2 separate regions of the Sus scrofa genome follow, and region 2 is linked to region 1. A link is a contact called in public HiChIP or PLAC-seq data. All regions are on one chromosome and are shown on one strand. The core of a region is the stretch at or near the end of the contact, and the rest is flanking DNA. Distances in the headings are between cores, read along the strand shown. Region 1 overlaps ABCC4 (multidrug resistance-associated protein 4). Region 2 has its middle 65 kb from the start of ABCC4.

Region 1 (4,045 bases), core at 50-2,549:
AATGCCAGGTCCTTAACCCACTGTACCACAAGAAACTCCGAAAAGGAAAATTAAAGAAAAAAAAGAGAGAAAGCAGCTCCACGACCTCAAGCGATCAAAAATTTTACTATTAATCTGTTTTTGTATCAACTCTAGGTATGTTTTTCCCCCCTCTGGGTGGGAAGGCTGCTACACCAAGTCATTTCCTTCCAAAATAAAAGATGCAAGTGCAATGCATAGGATCATGGCCTGTCAGAAGACCTGGCTACAAAGAACACAAAATCTTTTCTCTACAATCAAGTCAAAAATCTGTCAGGAACCAGGGGACACTTCAGAAATAAAGATTGGGTGGGAACACTGACACCAGATTGCTAAGTCTAGGAAGAAGCCCACACCTGTAGGGCATGCAATATGCTTTGGAGGTGCACTTCTTAAGAGATTTAAGAATCAAAGAGAATTTCTGCACAATCTAAGAAACAATGTAGTTTATAGAAGCCCCACCTGTTCTGTTCCTGGATCACACCAGCTCCTCAAACTCAATGTAACTCTCCCTCCCCTGCCTTCCAAGGACCTCCGCCACATTCAACCCTCAACCTCTGAAGCTCAGACAGCACCATCCCCCCCCACTTACTACATTGTACTGCTTTGGGCCCAGAGATGTTTTTACCTCTGTGCACCTCCCGTTTCCTTAGCTGGGGGCAAAGAAAGAGGCTACACTTGGCCAAACTTTTACAAATGTTATTTGGTAACATAGGAATCTGCATAATGTATAAAAATATTCCTGAAAGTCTCAGCAGGTCCTGGAGTGGTCAGAGTGGCTGTGCTGGGAACTCTCTTGTGGCTCAGTGGGTTAAGGATCCAGGGTTGTCACGGCTGTGTCTCTGGTTGTAGCTTACAGCTATGGCTTGGGTTTGAACCCTGGCGCGGGGAACTTCAGCATGCCTCAAAGATAGACAAAAAAAAAAAAAAAAGAAAGAAAAAGAAAAACTGAGTGGCTGTGTCCATAGGAGGTGAGGCACTGCCTCCTACCGCAGAGGGAGGGGCGCGGAGGAGGAAGGGGCAGGGGAGGGGCAAGGCCTTCCCCTGTTGATCCTCAACCCGCGTCTTCAAAGATCACCAAACCTCACTGCATGTAGATGTTGGTGGAACCCAGTAGATGGGGCCAACCTTCTGAGGCGGGAGGAGGAGGAGCAGAGAGAGTTCCAGAGAACCCAGAGCACGGCAGGAGCTGGAGCCAGAAAGGGGCCTGAAGTGAGCACAGAAGCGGCCGGAAGCGGGGAGTGAGACGTCAGACCAAGCTCCCCGGGGCCCCAGGGGCCGAGGCGCGGCCCACTTCCTGCCCTGTGACCACCACCCTGGAGGCCAGGCCGGCCTCCCTGAGGTCTACACCCTCCACCAGGCTTGGCGCGGCGGGTCCTTCCACACACAGGGCGCCGCAGCCCTGCTCAGGCTCCCCCCTTCCTGCCTTGAAATTCTTGCCAGGAATTCAAGCTCAACACGTGAAAGGGAGGAAACCACACATGGCTTTGAACCAGACCGGCTGTCTGTGACCCTGGGCTAGTTCTCCTCAAATGGCCCGGGCTCCTCTGTCGCCAGATTCTCAGAGTTAAGACTTTCTAGGAGAATTAGCCTGAGGTGACTGGAAGTCAGAATGGCAAAGCCTGCCTCAGGTTCATCTGCAGTTTGCGGGTCAAGTTCAATCTAACCAACGTGACCCTGGCGCACCCCACCTACCCCCCGCCCTTGCCACAGGCCAACACCCAAGTTGAGCAGTAGCTGCTATTTACTCACTTGGTTCTGCCCTCACTAAAAAGGGCAGTTCCCAGAAATCAGAGACGAATTCCCTGCTCTGAGATGGTGTGTCTGCTGCCCTGCGGGATTCCTTCCTGCTGCACCTCGTCCTTCCTGGCAGGCTTTCTTAGAAAATGCGTCTCCCCCTTACAGGAAAGGAAGCCCTCCCGAGGATCTGTGGTGAGGCAGCCCTGCGCGATTTCCTTTAATAAGACTTCGATTTAGGAGTTCCCTTGGTGGCTCAGTGGCAACGAATCGAACTAGCATCCATGAGGATGTGGGTTCAATCCCTGGCCTTGCTCAGTGGGTTAAGGATCCGGCATTGCTGTGAGCTGTGGTGTAGGTCACAGACATGGCTCGGATCCTACATTGCTGTGGCTGTGGTGTAAACCGGCAGCTGCAGCTCCAATTGGATCCCTAGCCTGGGAACTTCCATATGCCACGCTGAGGCCCTAAAAAGCAAAAAAAAAAAGACTTTGATTTACTTTGAGCGGCTCCTAGCAGAGATGACCAAAATCCACCCAAGAGAGGGAAGGTGGAGAGAGAGGGATCCTAATGTGGCTTACTCCTAGGGACTAATGTTCCCTTTAAAATATTTAAGGAAAAACTAGGACTATGTCATATTCTAAGGGGAAAGAAAAAAGAGGATTTTGAGCTTGCCTGACAAAACAGAGCCATCTCTTTTTTTCAGCTCTTAATATCAGATACACTAAGGACTTGCATGGGGTTTTCCCAAAAGCAAAATAACTTGGTGAATTTGCATGTAGTGGAAAAGTTCAGGGGAGGAGTCTGAGTTACCTCATAGCCTCACAGAACCATGGTGCTTACACTGGCCGGTCTCAAGCTAAAGACATTCCCATGTCTGGGGAACTAACAGCATCAATGAGTAATCTAATTTCTAGAGCAAAAAATTCTAGAACATTAAATGCCTGGCCCTGGCCCGCCTGGCCGGGGCGGAATGCGCTCTCCTTCCAGGCAGAGCACCCTGCAGGGTTTATGAAGATTGGCTCTGTGTATGAAGAGTTTGGGGGACCACACCTGAATTCAACTGAAAAAATATGTGGGGGCAGGTCTATGTTGAGCAGACAGAGTAGAGGGTAAGGCCGTGAGGAATCCTTGCTCCGTCCAGTCCAACGGGATGAACTACCACAATACAAAGCGGCTCTGATCAATGACCAGTGGCATTGACTCTGACCAAGAAGTCCATGGGGCACGTGGGGTGTTCCATGTGCTCAGGCTACCACAACAAAGTGACAAAGACAGGGTGAGGGAGACAACAGAAAGTTATTCTCTCACAGCTTTGCAGGCTAGAGTCCAAGACCAAGCACTGGTGCCATTAAGGGGAGAAAGGGACGCTCCCAGAAGTTGACTTGGGCCGTGCTGGTCACGCTGCTCTGCTGTGACACCGCTTTCGCTGAGAATTCCGGCAGATGTTGAATTGCCAACATTAGAATTCGGATCCTGCATTGCTGTGGCTGTGGTGTACACTGGCAGCTGCAGCTCCAATTGGACCTCTAGCCTGGGAACTTCCATATGCCACCTGTGGTCCTAAAAAGCAAAAAAAAAAAAAAAAAAAAAAAAAAAAGACTTGGCAATTAGAATGGCCAAGGTGCTTCCACAGACAGCAGCTCAGTTCTGAGTATAAATTCCATTCCTTTTGTTGCTTTTTTAATAGATCTTAATTTCTGTGGGGCAGTTACTAAGGGGTCACTTCTGGTTCATCAGAGATGGATATTATCTGCACCCCTTCCCACATTACTGCCCTGCTGCCTGGCCCTGCTGGATTGGAGGCGGGGGAGAAAAACAGTGTACAGAACTTTTTTCATTTATTGTACTAAACCTAAAATCTAATTCTTGGAACACATTGTGAGTAGGTTTTATTTTCCCAACTTCTCAAAGAGGATACCAAAGCCGAGAGTGGTTACATGTCTTGCATGAGGTCACACAACACATAAAACCCTGGCCTAGGACCCAGGCCCCCTGGTTCCAATCCGACACTCTCTCCTTATACTCAGCTTGCCTCTATCTAAGGCAGAGGTATCAGCAATTCCAAATTTTAAAAAACCATCACTGAATAAGCCTACTAAGGGCAAGATGCTCAACTAGGCACTGAGGGCTGTAAGGTTTCTGCCCCCGAAAAGCTAACAATGGTTTTCTTAGTTTTATTTTTGTTGTTTGTTTTTTCTTTTTTGGCCACCCCGATACTTGGAGTTGCTGGGCCAGAATTAGATCTGAGCTGCAGAACCAAAGCTGGAGCAACAGCAGATCCTTTAAT
Region 2 (3,784 bases), core at 89-2,588, 80 kb after region 1:
TGGTTTTCACTGAAACAGCTTTGTAAGAGGGAGAATTCTGGGTGTCCTGAATTGGCAGCAAAGGAAGTAGCTCTGGACTTTCCCCAGTGACCTGATACCAGAGAGAAGGTGCAGAATATTGCCTTGGGAAAGTCGCCCAAGTGGCTCCTTCATGGAGGGGGAAAGTAGGCTGGAATTCCGGTGTATCAGTCAGCCTTAGCTGGTGTATGCTGTGGTAGCAAAGAGTGTCCTAATTCTCAGGGCTTATAGCAACCTGGCTCCAGGTGGCCCCAGGCTGCAGAGCAAACGAGAGAACAGAGGGCTTGACACCCACCTGTGCCCTGACCTCCAGGTGAGTCTTGGATAAAACCCAGAGCACCCCTGGAGATCATGGCAAAGTGTGGGAAGGAAGATTTATTTTTCCTCCTTCGTAAATTTCTGTAATTTGAAACCACATTTCTACTTCCTCTACCAGAGACAGACCAGAAAGTCAAGCCTTCTAGTGTGCGCTGCAGAAATTTATGACTGAGTAAATAAGCATCCTGAAAAATAAGCCTTGGTTACCTTTTTATTTTTGAAGAAATGAAACATCTTTCTGAAACCACAGCTTTTGTTCAAAATGAATAACAGAATGTCAGTTATTAGTTTTTTTCTTAGAAATCTCTGTCTTTTGCTCAATTGATATATTGTTAATGGTGCACTAACGTATTTAAAAATTAATTTTAAAATGGGAAAGGGATCTATTAACAATCCATGCTGTGAAGGCAATTGCGTCTTTGCCTTTACACGCATATAGAAAGAAAAGAAAGGGGTAAAAAATCAGTCATGCCACGTATGACTCATGAAATTTCTTAGTTCTTTTCCTTCCTCTTCTTCAAAATAAAGAAATCATTAAATCCATAACCTGAAACCACCGCCCCCCGAACTGTTCCTTATACTTTTTAATAAGATCAGTAGCTGGTTGGTTGGGAGATGGGAGCAAAACCCAGTCTTCACAATTGTGGCTGTGCCGGAGGAACAAGCACCTCATTCCACAATACTTTCTCTGATACATTGCTGACACATGGAGAGGACAGAGGGCAGACAATACTTTTCAGGGGCTTTATGTACCAGCTGTGGATAAATCCACTGAATAGATGAGGCTTTTGTTCCCCTTTCTGCAAAATGAGAAATATTAGCAATAGCTGAAATGAAAGTTCTTTGTGCATCAAAGCCTCGTTACTGTTTTCCCCTTAATGAACATAACACTGTCTTGAATTTCTACCCTGTTCCAGCTTCCGATAAGTGCTGTGTGTTTAGTGAGTGCTGTGCTTGGTGCTGACAGCATCGTTCCTTTTCTTTCCCACGGAGTGACCTACCCTGAGCAGGTCCTCTCACGTTCTCAGCGAGACTCTAAATAGAAGGTGCCCAAGGCCATGGGCTAGGAAGGTGGGAAGCAAGCCATTTGATCCCAAGGTCTACACTCCCTACTTCTACTTTGCACCGCCCCCACGTTCTCAGGTCCTCAGCCTTCACTTCTTGCTGCTCCTCATTCTTCTCAGGGTCAGCACCCCTCCGTGGGACCCAAAGCCGCTAAGCAGCCTGTGCGAGGCAGTAGCCATTGTGTCTTACTTGTGCATGGCGTCATCTCGTGGCCAATCCATGCAACTGTAGGGACCCGTGCTACATTTACTGTATTTGGGGAACATCAGTGCTTTATTTGGGGTGACTGCAGCTCTAGCAGTTTTTTCTTTTCTTTAACAGAATAACATCATAATGCTCAAAGAAAATTCATGTTCCCATTTTAACTGACTCATGGCAGGAACAGGAAGTATATATGCCAACAGAAATGGAAAAGGGGAGGATCACAGGAGCAAAAATGGGCTGGAGTGTTTTACTATTAATGTAGTGCGGATGCCTCTTTTCTTTGCATGATTCAAAGACAGAAGTATAAGCATGCATGGAGTTCCCACCATGGCTCAGTGGTAACAACCCCGACTGGTATTCATGAGGACACAGGTTCGATCCCTGGCCTCGCTCATTGGGTTAAGGATCTGGCCTCGTCCTCAGCTGTGGTGTAGGTCCGGTTCGGATTCCGCCGGCAGCTGTAGCTCTGATTAGATCCCTAGCCTGGGAACTTCATATGCCGCAAGTATGGCCTTAAAAAACTGAAAAAAGAAAAGTAAGAAGAAGAAGTACAAGCATGCATGAAATACTCTGATAGTAGCAATTTTCAGATATATATAGCATGGTGAAAACAGATCTTTCCATATATATTCTCCACTTCACTGTCCAATATAAGAGATTACTCTCAAAGCCCATTACACACTTACTCTTTACTTGTGTGTTTGATAGCTTTTCCCTGACTCCTCTGGGGAGGTTACCACTGATCTCCCTGCCTGGGTTGATTTCAGGACAATATGAAGGTGCTTTGTCTTCCCCAAACCTCTGCTCCATGACCACGAATGCTGGGAATAGAGAACAAAGCCTGCTTCTCAAGTACTATGATGTGCTTTGCTGTATTCTTTGGCAGCAGTCAATTAGGCTTAGATGACGAGAAAAAGTTAGAACTGAATTGTGACGCAGTGGGATAAGATCTGACTGCAGTGACTTGGATAGCTGTGGAGGCTTGGGTTTGAAACCACAGCTTCCCCAGGATTCCTGGCCCTGGGAATTTTCATATTCTGTGGATGTGGCCATTAAAAAAAGAAAGAAAGGAAGGAAGAGAAAAGGAAAAACAGGCAGAACAGATGAAACTCAGAGTTAAGTACAGATAGTAGGTAAGCAAGTAGCTTATGAAGTATAAGCAACCCTAATAGGATATATTAAATGTAGCTAATAAGTCCTCTGCTCATCCGACAGGCAGGCTAAAGATAAAGTAGAATAAAGGGAATATGTAACGGGATAAACAACATTCCTCATAGATAGAAAGACGGAGAGACCAAGTCACCGCACTTGCCCTAAGCTCAGACATGTTTCGGAGGAGGGGTTGCCTGGATTGCTCTGTGCTCACTGGACCCTAGTGGAATCTCTGATCTGTGGAATCTCTGCTCTACTAGCCAGATGGGGTCCCATTTGAAAGTAGAGAAGAGGCTGCTTACAGGATAGGCAGTAGGTTGGGAGAGGAGGGTGCAAACACGGAGCAATTATTGGGTATCAGGTATGTGCCAAGCGCTGTGCTTGCTTTTCACACACATTTGTTAATTACACTCTGGGTTGGGATTTTCTCTCTCTTGTTCATAGCAACCTACCTAAAGTAAGCACTCCCACTCTGTAAATATCTGCTGAATGGATAAATGAATCATCTCGACAACCCTGAGAAGTTTGTATTTGAATCCTCATTTTAAAGCGTTGAAACAGTTTTGAAACCAAAGCTGACCTGTGTTGTTAAAAGCTGGGAGCCTGGTGATTGGTGGTGTAGAAACCAGAGGGTCATGGTGGGGGAACTTGTGGGGTGCTCCTTGTGTCCTGGTTACACGTTTATGCTCATTTTCTAATAGTATGTTATCCTTTAATACGAAGCTAACAATATCCTCCAGAAATTAAACAAACACGGCATTACCTTATGATCCAGCAATTCCACTTCCAGGTATAAGCCCCAAAGAACTGAAAGCAGGACTCCAAGAGATATTTGTACACCCGTGTTCACAGCAGCGTTATTCACAGTGCCCAAACACGAAAGCAACCCCAGGGTCCATTGAGGGATGAATGGATAAAGAAAATGTGCTATATCATACAATACAATCGTTGCTCTGCCTTAAAAAGAAGGAAACTCTGGCACTTGCTACAAGTGGATGAAGCTTGAAGATGCATGCTATGTGAAATA

What was found. HiChIP or PLAC-seq counts read pairs in DNA pulled down with a chosen protein or histone mark.
Region 2: an H3K27ac HiChIP or PLAC-seq map of alveolar macrophages shows a contact between it and region 1. The contact joins two enhancer-like sites. A contact is called at or near these places in 2 of 5 promoter capture datasets (fetal liver and liver), 2 of 47 Hi-C or Micro-C datasets (epiblast stem cells and skeletal muscle) and 2 of 2 datasets of contacts at active chromatin or transcription factors (alveolar macrophages and skeletal muscle).

Annotation. Positions count from the first base shown.
Region 1 is chr11:64,293,137-64,297,181 of Sscrofa11.1, forward strand. The region is part of intron 1 of ABCC4 (multidrug resistance-associated protein 4); the gene reads right to left. Among named protein-coding and RNA genes, the nearest start is that of ABCC4, 15 kb to the right of the region's middle. Within about 2 kb of position 1,300, at least 40 of the 83 cell types and tissues checked have an H3K27ac peak or open chromatin away from gene starts, as enhancers often do. A contact at or near this core is called in alveolar macrophages, where this site is marked.
Region 2 is chr11:64,372,818-64,376,601 of Sscrofa11.1, forward strand. No RefSeq gene overlaps it. Among named protein-coding and RNA genes, the nearest start is that of ABCC4, 65 kb to the left of the region's middle. Within about 2 kb of position 1,339, at least 12 of the 83 cell types and tissues checked have an H3K27ac peak or open chromatin away from gene starts, as enhancers often do. A contact at or near this core is called in alveolar macrophages, where this site is marked.